2 separate regions of the Arachis hypogaea genome follow, and region 1 is linked to region 2. Evidence: chromatin contacts called from public Hi-C data. All regions are on one chromosome and are shown on one strand. Each heading gives the region's core, a stretch centred on a gene start, on an enhancer-like site or on the middle of the called end of the contact. The rest is flanking DNA. Distances are from core to core; before and after follow the strand shown.

Region 1 (2,772 bases), core at 112-2,611, 51 kb after region 2:
TCTAACACCCTGTACTCAACTCCTTTACGGATGCTATAATTCTTCACACTCAACACAGCTTTATCTTTATTCTGGAATGTTTGCCCAATTTAAAATTTTGTAGGAGCAGTTCCATGATTCAATCCTTGACTACCAAAGGCAGCATCTATGTCCGGTTGTTATCCCATAGCTTCCAAGTTCAAGTTTGAAAAGTGTGGATGATACTGTTGTGTTCTAGAATTTGATGGACCCTACTATATATGTGAATTGCTCCTTGTATCCTCATTACTGTCCCTAACTATATCGACAAACTCTTCTTCCAAATCATCCCCTCTCCTTGCATTTTCAACTCGATCAGGTTTACTGTCGCCTACACAATCAGAAATCATGATAGGAGAACTAGCTATCTCAACTGTCAGCTGTCAAAATGAACAATTCTCCAATGCTACACAACCATCTTCATCTGTACGGTTCAAATCAACCGCAACAGATGGGGATGCAATGATAAGACAAGCCGGTGCAACCACAAGGATCGAACTGGAAGCATCCCCCAAGCCAGTCGACTGAGGATTCGGAACTAATGTCGCAGAACTGTCGACATCATCCTCCAATTTCGCATAGTGCTCGTGTACTCTGACATCCAAAAGACTTATTCGATAATGAAATAAAACATACAGATCTTCGTCAAACCCCATCACAAACATATTATACTTCACACCAATTGACACAACTGCAATATATATCTTATAAAATAAATTCTTTATCCACTTGATTCCAAGCACATCAAACTTTTGCAATATACTCGTTTTTAAATTTGATAATATTTTCGATAAACGGATAAATACACTCAAAAATTTTTTATCGATAAACTTCACATTCTCTCTTTTGTGTTTATGAATTTTTTCAGAATAATGCATTAATGTTAACAAACTATCTTTCTCATTTAACATCGTAAAAATGACTCTCTTCTTAATAACTATTTTTAACTCATATATAGAGCCAACAACTTTCATATCGTGGTAGGGATTTCACAATGTAAGAATGCTGTTCTTTAAAAACTGCAATAAAGATCCTGTAATTTATGCCTAAATGCAGTTCTTCAAAATCGCCGAAGAGATTCCGCATTTATACCCAAATAATAAACCGTTGTTTTTCGCCGTAGTTTACATAAAAACAAAATAAAATAGGTATATAATGGGTTACAAATTGTTGTATTTAAATAAATATAAATCTCAATTAATTTATTTACGTCGTTTGCCCTAACGAAAATATCGTGCCTGCACGTGGGCATGTACATGGTCGGCAAGCATACAATAGTCTCGTGTCTTCAAGTGGCAGTTAATAATAAAAAGAAAATATGTAAAATAAAAATAAACAAAAATGTCTTTGTCTTAGCGAGTTAGCTTATCTCCTTAGTCCTTAATCAGTTAGATTTGACATTGCCTAACACAGTATCACACAGTCAGCTCTTCATCGTTTTCTATCCCTTCACTTCAAATCTAAATTTCTGGCTATAATATTTTTAATAAATATTATATATACACTGTTACGGTGGGTAACCGGAGATTGTCTGAATGGATAGCGCTGGCTGGCCCGTAAGTGTGAAGGAGAAGGTTTCCGTGTGAGTGTGCAATTCGGGAGACTCCGCCCGACTTGTGTTCGCGAGTGAATGGGGGGTGGTACCTGCAAAGACACTCCGATGCCTAAGTTAGCAAGAGTGTGAGCAGGTCTATAGAGTATTGGGCTTAGAGATACCTGAGGGGTGTCAGTGTATTTATAGTGGTGAGCCAATAACCACCGTTGGAGTAGTGCCGTATCTTTTGGGTGTTAACCGCCCCTCTATCTTAGGGAGGTTAAGATATGGTTTGATGAAGCGGTTAGAGAGATTTTAGGGGCGGTTACTCATTCAAATGAGTGTTTATCCGCCAACTAACCTCATGTCCGACTTCTTCGAAGTAAGTCGTGGTCGACACCGACTTCTTATATGAAGGTCGGCGCTTAGCTGGGCTTAGTTCTTCGGATTGGGCCTTTCTATTTGAACCTGGGCCTTTATTATTGGGACAGGGTATGAACATACACAAACCATCAATTATTTTAATATAAAATATATATTAAAAATATAATATTAATTATTAATTGTTATAAATATATAATGACTAATTTAATAGTTAATTTCTAAAGTACATCTTATGTACTAAACATTTTATACTTTTTATATGGTAAGGCATTTTACAATCGGTTTGTGTAGAAAATATTGAGGTGAGAAGAAATTGAAGGGTGTGTTTTGTGATTACACAATTCTGTTGAAACAAATTCATTTTTTTTTCAATTTTGAATTTTTTTCGGGGTCAAATTCCTTTATTTATTTGTTTTTTTCCCTCCATTAGGGATGTATTCCACATTTTTATCGTTAATCATTTGTTATTTATAGAAAAACTAGTATTTATTTGTCGCATTTTGAAATACTTTAAAAAATTTTATTGATAAATTTGGATGATATTTTTATCGGTAATTAAATATTTTGGAGGTGTTTTTGTTGATTTACTTCAAATGATTTGTATTAATAATGTATATTGATGCTGGCTTCAGAAACTCGTTCTTAAAAATAATAGAGACGTAAAAAATAAAAAATTAGTAGTCTTATTCCACAGCAATCATGGGCCTTGTTTGCGCAAAGAAAATTGTGGGCCTATTCGTAAGATATTGTTTGGAGATAATATGATAGGATTACGACAAAAAAATAAAAAAATTTATTATTTTTGACAAACACTTTTAACTATTAATCTCATAATA
Region 2 (3,018 bases), core at 25-2,524:
TAGTAGATGACATCAGAGAATAATATATAAAAAAAAAACAATCAAAAGATGAGTCTTCTATACAGAAAAATTGTAAATGGATATATATTTTTTTTATTAGGAGTTATGATTTCTTTTTATCATTTTTATTTTGTATCTTTTTTTTTTGATAGTGTATTTGTTTGAGGTCATAAAAGTATTTTTAATCTAATGGCCAAAATCTTATTCCAAAAACAATAATAATTGATAATTTGACATAAAAGCAACTAAAACTTTTTCTTTCCTTTTTAATTTAATAAGACTATTTTTTGTTTTATATATTTTTTCTGTTATAATTCTATTTAATTATTTTAATTTCCTGCAAATTAGCAATTGCTCAAGATTTCATGATACAAATATAAAAAAGGTATTTTATGCTTTCTATTTTAGAAAAAAAATTTCCAATAACAACATAATCTATTAATTTTGAATTAGCCACCTTTATTATTATGGCTTCTTTAAATGTATTACTCTTTTCTTATGCACGCTAGCTAATTATGTAAACTATACTTAAATTATTAATTAGTTTAAAATTAAAGGAGCACTATTTAGTATATTAAACTCTTCTCAAATCCTATTAACATGATTTTTTTCATTTTATGCTGCCTTGGTTGGATTGCTTCCAAATATTTCAAATTTCTATTAAATTATAATCTTTCTATGCATTTATATTTCAACTTGATGCAAAAATAGAAAAATATTACTTAACAAAGCAGTGGATATTCATAGTTACTCATATTTTCCTCCAATTTTTCATTAGAGCATAGATCTAAATGACGGTGTCAATTCTATCATCTTCTTATCTTTTATATTTCTTTTGTTTATTGTGTTTCCTTTATTGTTTACACTAATTTTGGAACCTTACATTTTTAATTAAAGGAAGTACATAGTAGATAGTACAACACAACTAAAACATTCAACGGCTCTTTTTTTTATCTATGTTTTCTTTAATTTCACATCTTATTTATATTATGTCTTATTAATTTCACATCTTATTTATATTATGTCTTATTACTCTATGTTAAAATCGGTCAAAAGACCATTATATATATTACATACAATATTAGTATTCAATCCAATATTTTAAACAAAGCAGTTACACCATCCAAACATTACTATTACCCGCGCGTATGCACGGGGCTTCTGCTAGTAAATAAGATAAAGTTGAGAAGCAAATTTCGATAATAACTTTTATAATTATTTATTTCAATTAATTATTGTATTTATTTAATTAGAATAAATCACTTAACCAATTCGGTTAAGATATAAAACTGCCTTACAAAAAATTGATTAGAGAATCGGATGAGTCGGCGGTTAATCGGTAAATCACCGGAACCGGCCGGGTTTTTTCATGGTTTTTGGTTCAGATGTTCAGTGCATCGGTGAAACGACGCCGTTTTGCAATCAGAGGAGAAGAACGAAGAAACATCCCAGCCCCTTTCTCTCACACTCTGAAACCTAACCCTAAGCCCAGCCAGCCAACATCACCGTCCCTCATCGCCGAACTCTTCTCCTCCGGTACAGGGTGCTGTCGCCGCCAGCTAGGGCAAAGCGTGGGTGCCGTCGCACTCTTCTCATCGCATCGCCGAACTCTTCTTAGTTCTCATCGCTCCTCTTCTCGGCGCCGTCGCACGAAGGACGCGTTGATCCGGTGGCATTGCCATCGCGAAGGTTGATCGGTCGTTGTCTCTTCGAGCTCTCTAATTTTGATGTAAGATATTAGCTCTCATTATTCGTTGCTTGATGGAAAACCTAATTTTCTTTATGCTTACTTGTCTAGCAGGGTTTTGTTCCTCAGTCCCTTTTTGTTACTGTGGCTGTTTTGAGTTCACTTGTAAATCACCCCTATGCACTCAATATATCGTTCTGTTGCCAGCGATTCCGCTAGCCTATGTTGTAAGGTTCTGGTATCTAGAAGTTTCTCTTCACAGTTAGTATCTTCTCACTGTGTAGGAGCTAGAGAGTTTTGGCATGAAGAACAATGTCTAGAGCTTACTAAATATGCTGACATTCTCATTGCAAAAGCTAGCAAAGGGAATAGCGACCGAGAAATTCTCCGGTCTCTTTTCAATGATCCAGCTTGTGATGGTATACATCTATCTCAGAACCTTATTCAAAGGTTACTCCATCGATTTAAAGACGATTGGAGGTCTGCATTGGGGATATTCAAATGGGCAGGTTTGCGATCAGGCTTTAGACACTCGCCGGAATCGTATGATATGATGATAGACATATTAGGGAAAATGAAGCAAATGGAAAAGTTGAGAGATTTCTTGGAAGAAATGCATGAGGTGGGTCTTGTTACTCTGAATACTATAGCTAAGGTGATGAGGAGGTTTGTTGGTGCAGGACAGTGGGAAGATGCAGTAAGGATATTTGATAGCTTAGAATCTCTTGGGTTGGAGAAGAACACCGAATCCATGAACTTATTGCTTGATACGCTATGCAAAGAGGAATTTGTTGAACAAGCTCGTGAAATTTTCTTGGAGCTAAAGCAGCACATTGCTCCAAATGCTTATACGTTTAACATATTTATACATGGCTGGTGCAAAGTCCGTCGTGTGGATGAGGCACAGTGGACAATCCAAGAGATGAAAGGACATGGTTGTCACCCTTGTGTTATAAGTTACTCAACCATCATCCAATGCTATTGCCAAGAACAGAATTTTGACAGGGTCTACGAGCTGCTTGATGAAATGCAAGCACATGGTTGCTCCCCAAATGTGATTACTTATACTACCATCATGTCTGCATTGGCGAAGGCAGAAAAATTTGAGGAAGCTTTGCAAGTAGTTGAGAGAATGAGGTCTGTTGGATGCAAACCTGATACCTTATTCTACAATTCATTCATTTACACATTAGGGAGAGCAGGCAAAGTAGATGATGCTATGTTTGTATTCAAGGTGACGATGCCTAATGATGGTGTTGTCCCAAATACATCCACCTATAATTCAATGATTTCTATGTTCTGTCATTATGCACAAGAGAATAGGGCTTTTG

Evidence for each region. A called contact is a pair of places that touch in the nucleus more often than the background predicts.
Region 1: a contact with region 2 is called in a Hi-C map of leaf, with 3 times the contacts expected there. The contact joins the enhancer-like site here to the promoter of LOC112697215 in region 2. A contact is called at or near these places in 3 of 8 Hi-C or Micro-C datasets (leaf and an unstated tissue).

The regions. Positions count from the first base shown.
Region 1 is chr6:103,038,725-103,041,496 of arahy.Tifrunner.gnm2.J5K5, forward strand. No RefSeq gene overlaps it. Among protein-coding and RNA genes, the nearest start is that of LOC114924140, 12 kb to the right of the region's middle. Within about 2 kb of position 1,362, at least 2 of the 3 cell types and tissues checked have open chromatin away from gene starts, as enhancers often do.
Region 2 is chr6:102,988,239-102,991,256 of arahy.Tifrunner.gnm2.J5K5, forward strand. LOC112697215 (pentatricopeptide repeat-containing protein At3g04130, mitochondrial) reads left to right here and starts at 1,275. Exons shown (of 3, transcript XR_011862556.1): 1 at 1,275-1,689; 2 at 1,802-3,018.